Regions from separate parts of the Gossypium arboreum genome. Here region 2 is linked to region 1. A link is a contact called in public Hi-C data. All regions are on one chromosome and are shown on one strand. Each heading gives the region's core, a stretch centred on a gene start, on an enhancer-like site or on the middle of the called end of the contact. The rest is flanking DNA. Distances are from core to core; before and after follow the strand shown. Region 1 holds the start of LOC108464816 (lipid droplet phospholipase 1-like). Region 2 holds the start of LOC108464815 (pathogenesis-related protein PR-1-like).

Region 1 (4,386 bases), core at 62-2,561:
CTGTACGTTTGCGGTGTACAGTGTTTCCTTGAAAATCGAATCTCTCTCATACTTTACTATTATTTATAACCAGACATTTCAGAGTTTTTTACTTTTTTTAACCACGTCTTTTTTTTTTTTTGGTAAGAGGAGGAAGACTGAAGTTTTTGGCTAAAATTTCTTCACCAATTTTTCCAATTGTAACAACAAAATACCAAACTCAATATTTGTGAACTACATTGAATAATTCACTTTTGACCCAACAAATTTCAAAATACGCTTATGATTGAGGTAATTACAAGTTCAAAATTTTGGTTACTTGATAGTGATTTTACACATTGATCCCTAAAAGCTTTAAATGTTGCAGTCAAAAATATATTTTATATTTATCTTTGACAATTAAATTATGCTTAAACTAATTAATGGCCTGAATTAGGATATGATGCCAACAAAAACCTATTTAGAAAAACAAATGTTATGTCAATATATTTACTGGAAAAGCTAGCTTTATTATTATTATTATTATTATTATTATTATTATTATTTAAGGCAAAGCTAGCTTCAATATTACTAATCATCACTACCTTCCTTCGAAAAATGAATCATATTACCTCTCAAATTACAAAAATTACTAGTACGAGTTTAACTTTTTTTTAACAAAGTATTAGTTTAATTGAATTATTATTCTACTTAAAATTTTAATATCATATGAAATTCCTATAAAATGAAAGGTACCTTCCAATCAGGCCATTGACCATGATGACAAGATGCTCAGGCGAAAACTTGGAGGCCATGGCGTCGGGATCGAAAAAGTCTTGGCCGCCACTGTCTTCTTCGACCTTGATCCGGAGTTCAGGCTGCGTCTCCTTACTCTTGAAGCAACCACCGGCCATACTCCGGACCCACGCCATCTGCATCTGCTGCACCCGCTCATACGATAGCCAGTTCAGTTTCGGCTTCCACAGCAGGAACCCTAAGTTACTGAAGCAAATGGAGTGGCGATTCGAGTTGGGGATTCGGATCCTTCCAGGGCCTAGCGTGGCGGTTGGAGGTGGTGGAGATATGGCGGCAATCATGTGGAGGAAAGAAGCATGGACAATAAAGAAAAGGAAGAACGAACTGAAGTTATTTTAGTTTTTAGGATACAAATCTTTTTAATGTTATATATTATTTTGCACAAAGAAATTCAAAAGGAGGAAGATGGAGAAAATTGCGATTTTGTTCTTTCACGATATTTTTTGAAAGGAAAGAGAAGGCTAGGGAAACGGGTTGAGATTATTGGGGGTTGGGGTGATTCAATTCAACAGTTATATAATAATAGTAATAATTAGTATGTTTCACTAACCTTTTGTGTTGGGTATATTAAAATATAGAAAAAATTTAGAAAATTAAAGATATCAGGATAAATTATTTAATTGGTTAGGTTATTAGATATGATTTAATTGAATAAATCATTAAAAATATTTTAAAAAATTAGTTTAATTTTTAATTTGGTTTAATCGATTCATACTTATTTTCAAGTCAACTAGTTTGATGCCTTTTTAAAACTGGTAGTTCGACTAATTTAAACAATCCGACTCTATGTTTCACTAGAATAGAATAGAACAAAATTTGAATAGGATTAGTTAGGAATTAAATAAAGAGATAATAGTTATTATGTAGTTTAGTTAATTGAATAGAATAAACAAGTAATAGTATTACATTATTTGGTTGAATTACATGTTGATAAAGAATAAGTAACAAGTGTGAGAACAACATTACTACCCTTAAATAAATAATATTTTATTTTTATGTCAATTTTATATAAATTTGATTTAATTATATTTTTTGTAATAATTTATATTAGTGGCCAGCTAAGCATTATTTTTAAAAAGTACTTTTAGGATAAAAATACTTTTGAAATAAAAACATTGCTAAATAAGATTGTTTTAAGTTTTTCAAAAGTTCTTTTGGGATAAAATATTAATTCAAAAACACTTTTTAGTCGAAAGTAAAAGAGGAAAATTTTATCTTTTACTTAAAAGTATTTTCAGTCCAAAACATTTTTAAGAAGTAATGCTAAACTAAACTGAATAAATAGGAAACCATGGTTTCATTATATATTGAAACATTTTATAAGAAAATTATAGCAAATTTTAATAATCTAACTCAAATTAATTAACCAAAATTAAATTTGGAGTAGAATTGATAAATGATTTATATGCAATAAAATTAAGACTTGACATTCAAGATTTCAATACCAATTTTTGCCAACACAATAAAGTTTGAATGGCGAATCTTCAAGAATACATGAGAAGATTTATCTTTCTTTGTATATATCAATTCTGTTTAGTCTATTTGTATAAAAATTATAAGTTGATGTAATTTATAATTCTTTATAGTAATATTTTATAGTATATTTTAGTAATAAAATTTTAGATTATTTAAGATGGATTTTAGTAATACAATTTTGGTTTATTTGCAAACTATCACCTAAATTATATCTTATTGTCAAATTAGTATTTAAAGTATTTTTTTAATTACAAATTATACTTAAACTACAAATTTTGTCTTACTTTATCTTCTATATATATTTTCAAGGTCAAATAAATCATCTTTTATTCTCTTGAACAACTATTATACTTTTGCTGATAAATGCCCTTTAATAACTTACACAACAACTAAAGCTTTTGCAATAATAGGATTAAAAAAATTAATATGTACAAAGAAATTTTATAACCTAAAAAAGAATTTAAAGACAAAAGGTAAAAAAACTAAGCAAAACTAACTAGTTATAAATTAAAAATCACGAGAACATTTTAAAATTAAATTTTTCATTAAAATTGTTAATTTAACTATTAAAATTAAAACATAACTAGCAAACACCACCCTATTTATCCCAAATAACCAAAGAGGACATGATAGATATAAGCAATAAAAATATTATTTTATTCATTATCCCATTGATAATATATTTATGCAACATCTCACATAAATAGATCAAAATACAACACCAATAAATATAATTTTTATAACACAAGTTTCCATATCCTAACTCTGTTCTTTATTAAATTTTGTCACCAACTTAAAAATATCAATGTACAACCTTTTATCTATACACGTTTCCTTATAATAGAAGATAATAAAATCATAATTAGCATTCTTTATGAAGAATTACAAAAAAGAAAAAGAAAAAAAACTAAAAAGCAAACTTGAATTAAAGAAGTTAACAAATACCAAACAATTTTATAAACTAATCAACTCTAACGGTTCAACTTTGGGCATAATGAATTATTTCCCTTCAACTAGGTTGATTCCCTACTCACTCACCATTTCCCTCTCAAAACTTTGAATCAAAGTATTAAATGTCGATTTCAACTCATTGGGGCAACAGCATTTCAGTGCAAGCTTCTCCTTAATCCAAGTAAAGATGGTTATACAAGTACAAAATAATATTGTAACATCTATAAAATTAATAGCAAAAATTTTTAAAATTTTAACAATAGAAAAATTAAACGACAAATTAAAGTATTATCCAGCATATAAAAAAATGTAACTGTTTAGCTTTTAAAACTAAAAAATGTAACTGTTAAAAAGTAATAAAAGGATATTGAAATATTTATTAATGGATTAAAATGTATCAATGAAAAGGAAAAATCAAAACATTGAATCAATGATAAAATATAAAAATAAATTATATGTTTATAATTAAAAAGTAATCAAATCATATCTACTTCTTAAAAGAATGAACAATATATATATAATTCTTTTCTTGAACAATTTTAAAATTATGTTATTATATCTTTGTCATAATTTATGATTTAGAATATAAAATTATTATTCTAAACTATTCAACATATAATAATTTAAAAAACTTATAAGAAGTTAACCAATTTTCTTGAGATATAGAAAATGTTCATGTTAGTACTTACAAAATATTAAAATGAAAAAGTTACATGCTTGTTATAAGGAAATTAAGTGTCACACCCACAAAATTAACGAATCCAAAAATATAAGTAAAGTATGTATATAAACTGTTTGGCGCACTGTGTAACATAATCTACCACCTTGCTGACCTAATGGCGAGTCAAAGTATTGATGCATACTACGTTAAAGCATCCACCCATTGGCGGTATCTAAGGAATTAATTGTAGGATGTTTTCAAGTGAAGAAAGATTACGTCCAAGAAAGTGCACGCCTAAGAAGAGTACGCCCCAAAGTTTTGTTTGAGCACTAAGAGCCTGTCAAGTGTATGAGGAAGCTGTAAGAGACTTAATTGTCTTTAAGACTACGACGAACATGAAACACCGCTAAGACATAGTACGCTTGATTTGCATGAATACTGTTCAAGTGGATATTGTACTGGGTTTAGTTGGGAGTTGTTGGGATTCCCCAACAACAAAAGTAGAGATCAGAGTAAGGAGCAGA
Region 2 (4,516 bases), core at 253-2,752, 140 kb after region 1:
TAAAAATTATTAAAAGAGTATAAAAAATACTTTTTTATTTTTTAATTTAAAAATTAATTAATTACTGACATGGTATCCATGTGGCAATCCATGTGTATGCCATATTAGCAAAGTTAACAAACGTGAATTTTTTCATATATTTTGAGGTAATTTGACAAATAATATAAGTTTAAGAGCTAAAAGAGATGAAAATTTAAATGGATAATTAAAATGACTCCTATTTTTTTTGTAAGGTTGGAGGGAAGTCATTATGCCTATTCAATATGATCGGTTCGGATTAATATATATTTTAAAAATTGTATAATAAAGATAATAGAGTAAAATACCTTTCTAAATAATCTTACATTCGATTAATTATACACTTAAATCTTACATTTCAACTAAATTAACCAAACCAAATAATCTTATATTCTACTGAAGGAAACGCTACATAATGGTATTTCGCACATATATTAGTTGCATTTTTCCTTGACATTTCTAATAGAAATTATTGAAGACAGACAGAAGCCTAAAAAACTAAAAATAGGTAAGCAAGAAACAATCACACTTCAGGCAACAAGTTCCAATGTTGAAAAAATTATCTGGTTACGAAAATCAAGATTTTTTTTTTTTTGGTTTGTTGTTCCATTTATTAGTTTATTCCGGAGCTTCAATAGCAAACCAATATGTGAACTTAGAAAATTAAAATTGAAAAGGGGAAAAAAGGTCTAGTAAGGACTTACAGAAAACACAAAACCCCACGCATATATATGGCAATGTGAAAAACTTAAATCTCACATAACATCCACTTAAAAAAAAGGTTTAATGGGAACTAAGAATTCAGTAAGGTCTTTCACCAATATAATTCCCAGGAGGATCATAGTTGCAAGTCATGAAAACACCCCTCCCTCCATCGCACACCACTCTGGCGCACCCTACTCTCCTGGTTCTGCCCCACACAACTTGTGTATAGTGCCCGCATTCCTCCCCTCCGGTGCATGAATTAGACCAGTAATTGTACCATTTCCTTTCTGCAACCCACGCCACGGCCGCCTGGGACGGCGTCCAGCCATTGCCACTACCCCAGAAGATATTCTCCCCGTAAGGTCCATTGGAGTGCCTCAATGCACAGTCTTTCCGCCTTTGGTTGGCGTACCACTGAGCATAACGCGCCAGCCTTGAATCCCACACCAATGGCCGCATTCTGATGGCCACACGAGCAGCATTTTGAGGAGCCAAGAACTGATTAATCAGGCTCAGATAGTTAGCAGCCTGAGTGGTTGATATGAGCAAAAGGGAAACAATGATTGCGCCATAGCAGCCTCGCATTCGAGCACTATCCATTACTGAATGAGCGTTCGTTGAGGTGAGGAGGCCAATGTACAGCAAGGATTTCACAACGTATTATATATATGAAATTAAAATATTTTATTTATTTATTGTTAGTAGTAGTTGGATAAAGAAGGAGAGAGTTTGTATAAAAGTTTCAACTATGGGGTGGCAAGCATGTTCGATTATGATTGGCACATTTTGTTTTTGTTGGTGGGACAAAGTTTTTCAAAGCTTCCATTTTACTTTCTTAGGTTTCATAATTTCTTTTTCTTTCGAGGGTTTGCGCTAGTTTTTCTCGGGTCATCATTCTGATGAGTCCACGCCTCACGTTTTTAGATAAGAAACCACACAAAACGACACTAAAGATGGTGGTGGTGAGTGGCAGCATCAAAATTTGGGAGTTGAAGAATATATGATTTATTTTTATATTTCCTTCTCTATGGAACATAGAGCTCGAATAGAATAGTTCTAAGGTTCTCTACTTTCAACGTATTATAAATTTATATTTCATATAAAATACTACAATATTCTATATGAAATCTAGTTTTCATATATCCAATCAAACTACAGCATGTCATAAAAAAGTGTAGTGTTGAAGCTAAAATATATTGAATAAAAATTTAAGTGATTCTATACAGCTAAGTTTACGAATTGCTGGAATTTTACCAAACACTATATATACTCAATTTAATCATTATTCAATGAATCTACTGCTAAATTTATGTTTCTTTATATAAAGAAGAGTTAATTTCTGTCAAAAGTAAACTAATAATAACATATTATTTTAAAGTCTAGAAATTCAAGGTAAATTATATATGCACCCAACTTTCGTAAGTTTTTATTTTGGGTGCTAAAATAAAAATTTTGTAATTTAGACATTATTTTTACATATTTTTATTAATTTAGTCACTGTCATAACATATTTCTATCATTTTAGTAATTCATCGTTAATTTGTCATTATATACACTTATTTTAATTACCCAACTTTAATAAATTTTCATTTTGGTTACACTTTTTTTCAAATTAATTTTATTTAAAAAAACTGAAGATTTTTAGAGTGAATTAAATTATTCAACTACATAGAAGAAACTTGTGTTTTTCATCTATGACTCAATTCCATGTAAAAACTCAAAATTTTCCTCTAAAACTTAATTTTTAACTTTGCTAAAAAACTAAAATTAATTCTAAAAGGAAAAATAATAATGGAAATTAAAAATATAACAATAGTTTTTCATATAAAAATCTAAGTTTTTCCTATAAAACATTTAAACCCCAAATTTTTCCCTCTTATTGAAAAAAAACTACATTTAATTCTAAAAGGAAAAATTAAAGGAAATGAAAAGATAAATTTTCTTTTCCACTAAAAACTCAAGTTTTTCTCTATAAAACCTACATAATTCCTATAAAACTACAAGTTTTCCTTCTAGTTTATTCATAAAAATTGAAATTAATTCTAAAAGGAAAAAAATAAAGAAAATTAAAAGAGATAAATTGTTTTCTAACTAAAACTTTCCGAACTAAATTCACAAGTTTTCTCTTACTAAAAAATAAAATTATTTCTTTAAAAAGGATATATAAATATACATGAATGGATATATTCATACATGATTAAAATGGAAAGAAACTAAGTAAAGTGGTGAACAAAAAAAAAAATAGTGAAAGAGATTATGAAATTATGATGTGTTTTAATAATGTGAAAAAGTGGATGACCTGTCGTCAAATGTAGTAGTTAATTTGGATCAATTTTGCATTTAAAAAGCTTGTTTTTTTACGCAATTTAAGATTTTATATTTCGTTTTTAGTATTTAGGTCTTAGGATAGAATGTTAATAAAAATAAGTGTTTTTAACACATTCCGTAGGCGTTGTGACCCAATAGGCTGACACGAGCCTTAGGTTGTGCTAATTAGTTTAATTGAGTGTGTAGGATGGAAATATAAAGGCTTAATTGACGTGGAAGTAAAGGTCGAGTGATGCATTAGCTTCCCAAGACGTCAAAGGCCCAAACGAACGACAAAAGGCATATTTCTGGTCTTGTGTCGTGCCACACAAGGGGTGTGGTGCGACACGTTTCGACGTGCTTCCCAAGTTCATCGAAGTTATTTTTGTTCGTGCAATCAAAATTATACAAAGACCTAGGACGTGTCGAAGACTTAATTTGGGCTGCCAACACCTTTATAAATAAGACATTAGGGGTTGAATGTAATCAAGTCGTCCTAGACGCCTTCAAAAACCCTCATAGTTTAGAATTAGTTTTAATTTATTTTCTTTTTGGCTTTTAGATACTTTATTGTTTTTCTTCTTGAATCAATTTTGATTCAAGGACTTGTTTATTTAGTTAAAGTATTCAATTTATATTTTTCTTTGCATTTTTTTTATTTCATTATTTCAATCGAGAGATTTATTACTCCATTTCCCATTTATACTCAATTCACAATTATTCATATCTCTTTTCTTCTCTGATTCGATCGTGTGTCTCACATAATTTATTCAATCAAAGTTGAGATTATGAATACCATGAATGGTTAAATCTTTTAGGGAGATTAATTAGTGGATGAGAATGTCGCTAATGGAAGATTTGAGATTTCTTGAGATGAATTAGTTGGTATAAATTATGTGCTCTTAAACTATTAGGCATGACAACCCTAACAAGTGATCATAGGCTACATTAAATTGGAAGATAAGTCGAATCGAGTAAATCATAATTTATCTTGGTTGAAAAAGTGAGGTCGAAAGATAAACGAGTATCAACCAATCGATTAAGTTAATTAGAGTTGGGAGGTAATAATTGTTTGATTGGTGATTAATCCACTCTAGACCCCCAATTTGAAGTTAATTACAAACCTTGAAGTGAGTTAGTTTTCTTGATTGGTTTATCAATTTAATTCATTTGTTTTTTCTTTCTTTCTTTCTTTCTTTTTGTTAGTTATTTATTTTTAGCCATTTTAATCTATTTTACGATCCATCGTAATATAGGAATTAATTATTACTACTTAGACTTAGTATTGTAAAAAGTATTTTCATTATTTGTTTCATCCTCTCTTGGGTATGATCTTCGGAATACTTTTGGTATTTTGTTATATAACTTTATTACCATTTGATCTCTACACTAGCGAACACTGTCATTCTCAATTATTATATTATTCTAATGTTATATTTATTCTATAAATGATAATTTGTTTATAGGTGGTCAAGTTGTTGGTGTC

What was found. A called contact is a pair of places that touch in the nucleus more often than the background predicts.
Region 2: a contact with region 1 is called in a Hi-C map of leaf, with 2.4 times the contacts expected there. The contact joins the promoter of LOC108464815 here to the promoter of LOC108464816 in region 1. A contact is called at or near these places in 2 of 5 Hi-C or Micro-C datasets (both in leaf).

The regions. Positions count from the first base shown.
Region 1 is chr8:105,335,481-105,339,866 of ASM2569848v2, forward strand. It overlaps LOC108464816 (lipid droplet phospholipase 1-like), which reads right to left and starts at 1,312. Exons shown (of 10, transcript XM_017765089.2): 1 at 715-1,312. The coding sequence starts at 1,055.
Region 2 is chr8:105,476,250-105,480,765 of ASM2569848v2, forward strand. LOC108464815 (pathogenesis-related protein PR-1-like) reads right to left here and starts at 1,503. Exons shown (of 1, transcript XM_017765088.2): 1 at 665-1,503. The coding sequence starts at 1,323. The coding sequence ends at 820.